Linked DNA regions of Sus scrofa: region 1 is linked to region 2. A link is a contact called in public HiChIP or PLAC-seq data. All regions are on one chromosome and are shown on one strand. The core of a region is the stretch at or near the end of the contact, and the rest is flanking DNA. Distances in the headings are between cores, read along the strand shown. Region 1 overlaps VGLL4 (transcription cofactor vestigial-like protein 4). Region 2 overlaps HRH1 (histamine H1 receptor).

Region 1 (3,543 bases), core at 640-3,139, 550 kb before region 2:
ACACCAATTCTAAGAAAGCACAGTCAGCTTTCTCCCATAGGGGCACGGAAATGACTTATGAAGTTTTCCTATTGAGAACTTCTGTCAAAAAACATAAGATAACCATTGGTCTCTCAAACTATCTGTATAGTCGAATTTGAACCAGAACTATCAGTTGAATTTGAATCTGTACCTAACGATATTAAGTACAATAATATACATCAGATTTGTATACACATAATAAGAGTCTTTTTCTGACCCTCTCCATTAAGTATTTTCATTGCAATTGGTGGTATGCATACTTTTCAGTATAGCTTATTCAGATACTGGGATATGTACTCTAGCATTAATAAATGCTTATAAATTAAAGCTTGTGAACTCTTGATTTTTCTGTTGTCCACTTCACCCCTGCTATCCCAGTTACTCCTACTGCAGCAGTGATGGCAACAGTAGGGTATTGTATTAATCTCCAAGTAAGATTTGATTTGAACAACTTGTCCTGAACATGCCTATTACCCAAGATGCAACTGTTGCTAATCTTTTTACATATAAACCCTTGACATTATTTACTCGGTTCTTTAGAGTATTAAAATTGCCGGTTTTGGAGTTCCTGCTGTGGCACAGTGTGTTAATGATCCAGCTTGTCTCTGTGGAGGCCCTGATTTGATCCCTAGTCTGCCCAGTGGGTTAGGCATTGCTGCAACTGTGGTGTAGGTCACAGCTCCCACTCAGATTTAGTCCCTAGCCCAGGAACTTCCATATGCCCCCGGGAGGTGGCTGAAAAAAGGGAAAAAAAAATTTGTAAGTTTTTGGTTTATAGTATAGCACACCCCTTGATATTTTCTGAATTTCCTGATAGCATACAACAGTATCAGTATAGAAACATTTCCTATGGTGATTAGTCTATTTACAATGCCAAAAGCTAACTACCATCTCCAAAGATAAAACTATTTTCCCCCTTACTTTGTTAGCAAGTTTTTCCTGTGCTGAAGGCTCTGAACATTCAGCGATTTACTTGTTCGCTAAGCACCGCTTGCACTGGATACTGGTTATATGAAGTTTAAGCTCCCAGCCCTTCCTGTCAGGAGTGACATGGTGCTATGCTACTCTATTGGCCTCCAATACACAGACAGAACAGCTTTCCTATATGCAAAGTGAAAATAATTTTATCCCCACCCCCCCCCCCATCATTTCCAGTAGGCTTTCTGTCTTGGATACATATTCTTACTTGTTTAAGCTTCTCTCTTTCTCTTCCCCTCATTTTTTAGAAGGTTATAATATTAGTGAATAAGACACTCTAAATGTAGTTCTGGCAACTATTTTGGGAGCCACAGACCATTATTTAATCCCTGTGAGCCTCAGTTTCTGCTGCTGTAAAAAGTGATACCATCCCTGCCCAGTTTATGTGAGTTGTTTATGAGGGTTGTGAGGGAAGGTATATATAACATGGCATCAGCATTTTAAATATACAGTGAAAGTGTAAATGGACATTGTAAAATAACTTTTCAAAGAGAAAGAAAGAAAAAAAAAAAAAAGAATAAAATGTGTGGTATGTGTCCCACAGCAAAACAGTTAAGAGTTTCTGAAGCCCCAAAGTGAAGCTACACCAGAGTTAAATTCCATGGAAGTTTGCTTCCATGAAGGATTTTTGACTTTTTACTCAGGTCCTGAAAAAGCAACTTCCTGGGTTTTCTTTTCCTCCTACGGTCTCTCAGTGGCAGGGCTGCTTCCTGTCCAGAGCAGCCCTGCCCCAGCCTCTCTCTCTGTGCGGACTCTCCACCTCCTCTTTTTCTTTCAAACACTTAATACATTTAGAGCCTGATCTTGTGCAGAAAATATCCCTGACATTTGAGGAGCCCCGGGGATGCAGTGAGCATGCTCTGTGCTCCCTCCCGCTGGGAAGAGGAAGCTCATTTGCATACGAGTCATACCAGGCATAGTGGCGTGTGGGCGCCGCGGACTTGCAGCGGGCTGTGAGGGACGCGGGCGCCGCTTTGTCCTAGGAAATGTGCTTCGTGGTTTTCTTCCTTGCTCCTTCCTTACGTCGAAGAAAGCTTCATCAGGACTTCTGAAACGATTTTTAAATGCTTGATTGAGGATCCAGGACGTGTACCGTCTACAAATAAACCCTTGAAGGGTTTTCTGCAGTTCAATTTTTTGCGAGTGCGTTCTTTTTTCTTTCTTTCTTTCTTTTTTTTTTTTTTTTTTTAGCTTACTTTGTTTTGATCAGCTGAGGCTGGGCCTCCGTCTTTGTGAAGTTTCAAGAGAAGAGCCAGGAGCTACTCAGCAATAATTGCTTTTTGAAACGTACTCTTTCAGGGCGAAAGCAAAGAGCTGGTTTTCTGCGCTAGCCCAATAAATGCTATTTATGAAGATGGACCTGTTGAACTACCAGTACTTGGACAAGATGAACAACAATATCGGCATTCTGTGCTATGAAGGTAGACGTTCCCTTCTAGAAATTGCTACCCTGTTGCTTTGGTCAAGGCCACTCCTCCTTTCCGGTCCTGATGGACTTCTGTGCATTTTGTTCTCTTTCTTGGGACCTTAGCATGCCTTGAAAGGAGAGCGGTTCTTAGGTGCTGTTTCAGGACAAAGTTTGTTGTTTTGATCAGAGGCTTCAGGGGTTACAGTGGAGAGGGCGGGGGCGGGGCGGGGAGGTGTTGAAATATACATTGTTAAAAGTTTGCTTTATGCTTGCTACATACTAACTTTTCACTCTTTTAGCGTTTTTACAGTGTATTTCTTTTTTTTATTTCCGTTGGTGTTTTTTTAGAGGAAGAACTTCTAGGACCCAAGTAAAAAGTGAAACATGTCCGGTTCTCTCTCTCTCTTTTTGATACTCATTTTAAACACACACCATCTACATACAGTATTCCTGTTGTATTCCAACAGCCAGCAAGCACTTTGCATTTTCCTGTAGAGGGGAACAGAAAGTTACAGTGAGTTTTTGTTTTCGGGAGCGATTGTCCCAAACAATGAAGAATTTTTCTATTCAGTTTGGGGGACTGGGAGGGCACCCATGTCACAGAGCACAGACTGGCTCTTTGTCTGATTTACCATTTCCTGTTCAGCTCTGGGAGAGTTCTGACATTGAACGATGTTCCTCCACAGTTCCTCCACACTCTGGTCCCTTGTGGAAGTGATTGCACAACGCACCAACCAGAAAGCTAAATCCAAAAAAAAAAGGGAAGAAAAGAAAAAAAAAAAAAAAGAGCCCTGAATTCTTACTGTTTATTACCTCCTGCTAACCGTGAGGTATTTCCCCACTGTCCTGTAGTATTTCAGGCTGTCTGTTAGTAGCAAGGAGAGAAAAAGCGGTTCCTTAATCTGTTGAAACTTCATCTACGTGCGATTTGAAAAAGTGGTAATGGTCTGAGTCTGAGTCGCTGGAGACAGGGGAATTCAGCTTGGGCTTGGCAGGGGGAGTGTTTTTTTGTTGTAACCACATACAAATCGAGGTGGCATCTCCTCTCTGATTCAGCAGGAGAAGTTTTCATGTTTTTCTCTTCGCATTTTTCTTGAAAAAGAAAACACTGGGGAAACTTGGAAGGGTTATCTGAC
Region 2 (3,386 bases), core at 86-2,585:
GGGCAGGCCCTTAATCAGCTGGATGCCTGAGTGAAGGGCCCCCACCCACCTGGGCCAGTGCTTTGTTGGACATGTAGTGTAAACAAGAAATAAATCTTTGTTGCTTTAAGCTGCTGAGATGTGAGATTATTTGTTACCCAGCATAATTTAGGTTGTCCTTATGTACAAATGGCCACCATTTATTAAGCATCTCCCATGGGTCATGCTCTTTCCTTATCAAATGGCTAGAAAGATCCTATTGCTATTTGCGTGTGTGTGTGTGTGTGTGTGTGTGTGTGTGTGTGTGTGTGTGTGTGTGTGTCTTTTTAGGGCCACACTGCAACATATTGAGGTTCCCAGGCCAGGGGTTGAATCAGAGCTACAGCTGCCAGCCTACACCACAGCCACAGCAATGTGGGATCCGAGCGGCGTCTGCAACCTATACCACAGCTCCGGCCACGCCATCCCACTGAATGAGGCCAGGGATCAAACCCACATCCTCATGGATACTAGTTGGGTTTGTTAACCACTGAGCCATGATGGGAACTCTGACCCTGTTACTATTTAAGAGTCCTGGCATTCCATGTTGAAAACTTTCTTGGCCTTCCATCTCATTTGGAGTGAAAGCCTGGTTCTTCCCACCAGGACCTAGAAAGCTCTTCACTGTCTGGTACCTGCTCTGCCTCCCTGCTATTATTCCAGCATGCCAAGTAAGATTCCCCTCAGCCCTTTGCCCTTGCTCTTCCTACTGCCAGGATGCTGTTCCTGTTATCCCTATGTTTTTGCTACCTCACCCTATCTGCTCAAACATCACTTTCTCAGGAAGGTGTTCCCAGGCACCTCTTAATGTTTAACCCCCTGACTACATGCTTCCCATCTGCCTCCTCTGCTTTATTATTATTTCTCCCTCAATTTAATAGGTCTTATTTCTCTTGTTTACTCTCTCTCTCTCTACTGAAACAGGACCTCTCCCAGGGCAAGGGTTTTTGTTGGCTTTGATCCCTGCTGAATCCCCAGAGCCTGGAACATAGGAAGTTCTCAAGAAATTAATTTGAATGGATGAATACATGGGCTCCTTGAATTTTCCCAACAATCTATGAGGAAGGGATTTTTTAACCCCATCTTCAGAGGAGGAAGCAAAGACTCAGCATATGACCAGAGGTACTCATCAGTAAGACCCACATTCTAAATCTGGCTTGTCTGACAGGGAGGGCGACAGCAATACTACAGGAGGCTTCTCATCTTTATCTGGAATGTCTGGGGGGCTACCATCACTCAGGCTGGTCCCTTCTCAGCCTGGTACAGGCAGATCTGCAGGGCTGGGGCTTCTGAATCAGGCAGCAGCGCCACCTGCTGGACACATGAATACTTGGGCATCTCTTGTTGCTGCCTCATGGTAGCATGGGAAGGGACCAGGCAAGCTCTGGGACTTAGCCCCCAGGCTCTCAAAGAGGTGAAGAATGCGCCTACAGGGTGTGAGCCAAGATGTTCCATCATTCCCATGCTTATTCACAGCATGGTTAAGAGCTCCAGAGCTGGGCTCCAACAGACCCAGGTTCAATTCCAAACCGGACCACTTTCTTGCTGTGCAACCCTGAGCAATCCCTGAGCCTCATATGCCTCATCTGCAAAATGGGTATGATCACAGCATCTACCTAATGGGTGGTGAGGATCAAGCTAGTAATGCCAACATACCACCTCTCAGAGGAGCCTTACTAGCCTATGCCCATTTGAAAGAGCTCCCTGTCTTCCTCCAAAATTTTTTTTCTTTTTAGGGCTACACCCACAGCATATAGAGGTTCCCAGGCTGGGAGTTGAATCGGAGCTGTAGCCACCAGCCTGCTGCACAGCTGCAGCAACGCAGGATCTGAACCATGTCTTCAACCTACACTACCACTCATGGCAACACCGGATCCTTAACCCACTGAGTGAGGCCAAGAATCGAACCTGCATCCTCATGGATACCAGTCAGATTCATTTCTGCTGAGCCACAAAGGGAACTCCTCCAAGCCATTTTTTTATCCTTTCACTTTGCCTTATTTTTTTCTTTATAGCACATACCACCATTTGACATTTTAATATTCCTTGTTCACTAGCTTTGCCACAAAATGTCATCTCTATCATGGTAAAGATCTTACTCGCTGCTGTGTCCCAAGAGCCTCCTGCAGGGCTGAGCACATTGTACACTTGACAAAAATACTTATGTGTTGAAACACACTTTGTATTTAGACTCTAAGTATTCAGTAAATATTGTTACTGTGATTATGCATTCATTTATTCACTTATGCTTTTATTCATTTGCTCATCTCTTAGTTGATTCACTCACACATATATTTCTTATTATGGTAAAATATACATAACACAAATTTTACCACTTTAACCATTTTTAAGTGTGCTGTTCAAGTGCATTGGGTACCTTCACGTTGTGCTATCATCACCACCATCCATCTCTAGAACTTTTTCATCTTCCCAAACTGAAATTCTGCCCCCATTAAACACCAACTCCCTATTTCCCCTCCCCCATGCCATGGCACCCACCATTTTAGCTTTTGTCTCTATGATTTTGGCTACTCCAGGGACCTCATATAAGAGGAAGGTTTTATATTTTTGTCACGTGTGAGCCCCTTCTATATACATAGGAAGTGGTTCTTGTGTTGCTACAGTGAGGTTGAAGATCAATGCAGGTAAAGCACCTAGAACAGGACCAGTCACAGGGAAAAGCCTGAATCAAATGGGCTCTGTCTCCTGCAGGTTCCTTTCTGGGAGGCCAGGTGGTCCAGCCGGGCAGGTAATTCTCAGACTCCCCTCTCTGCTTCCCTCTGTGGCCGCTATACTCAGCACAGCCACCAGGTGGAAGCCCTGTTCCAAGAAGAGGCCTTCAGCTGCTGCCTTTAAGTGAGCAGGGATGCTCTGGGAAGGAGCATGTCTGGGGCTCCAGGGGCAGCAGGAAGTGGGATACAGGTTCTTATGTCCTTCAGAGTTTGGACATAAGAGCCAATGCAGAGGCTGCAAGGCCCCAACAAGGAGGAGAGGAAAGGCTGCATGTTGTAGGGGGAACTGAACAGGTTGGTTCTGGACACACCTGGGCTCAAGCCCAGCTCAGCCACTTTTCTGCTGGGTGGTGTTGGGTGAGTCTTTTTACCTCTCTGGGCTTCTGCTTTGCCATCTGTAAAATGGGTCTTCTGATGACCCTCTGCAGGGTTGTCAGGAAAAGTGAAAACACAGCAAGTGCTACTTGTTTATTGCCATTTATTGGTGTCTTTTGATGTGGAGGAAAGTTTCTCTCTGTGACCACTACAGAGCCAGGAGGTGAGGGGAATCTTTATTCTTCTTCCTGCCGTCCACTAAAGGTCACTCCAGTTCCTTCTAGTTAAGTTCTCACCACCTGCCAGAACCTGAGCCAGTGC

What was found. HiChIP or PLAC-seq counts read pairs in DNA pulled down with a chosen protein or histone mark.
Region 1: a contact with region 2 is called in an H3K27ac HiChIP or PLAC-seq map of alveolar macrophages, with 7 times the contacts expected there. The contact joins two enhancer-like sites. A contact is called at or near these places in 4 of 47 Hi-C or Micro-C datasets (brain, embryonic fibroblasts, heart right ventricle and 1 more) and 2 of 2 datasets of contacts at active chromatin or transcription factors (alveolar macrophages and skeletal muscle).

The regions. Positions count from the first base shown.
Region 1 is chr13:67,777,202-67,780,744 of Sscrofa11.1, reverse strand. All of the region lies in intron 2 of VGLL4 (transcription cofactor vestigial-like protein 4), which reads left to right. Among named protein-coding and RNA genes, the nearest start is that of VGLL4, 94 kb to the left of the region's middle. Within about 2 kb of position 1,889, at least 70 of the 83 cell types and tissues checked have an H3K27ac peak or open chromatin away from gene starts, as enhancers often do. A contact at or near this core is called in alveolar macrophages, where this site is marked.
Region 2 is chr13:67,230,845-67,234,230 of Sscrofa11.1, reverse strand. All of the region lies in intron 1 of HRH1 (histamine H1 receptor), which reads right to left. Among named protein-coding and RNA genes, the nearest start is that of HRH1, 23 kb to the right of the region's middle. Within about 2 kb of position 1,335, at least 2 of the 83 cell types and tissues checked have an H3K27ac peak or open chromatin away from gene starts, as enhancers often do. A contact at or near this core is called in alveolar macrophages, where this site is marked.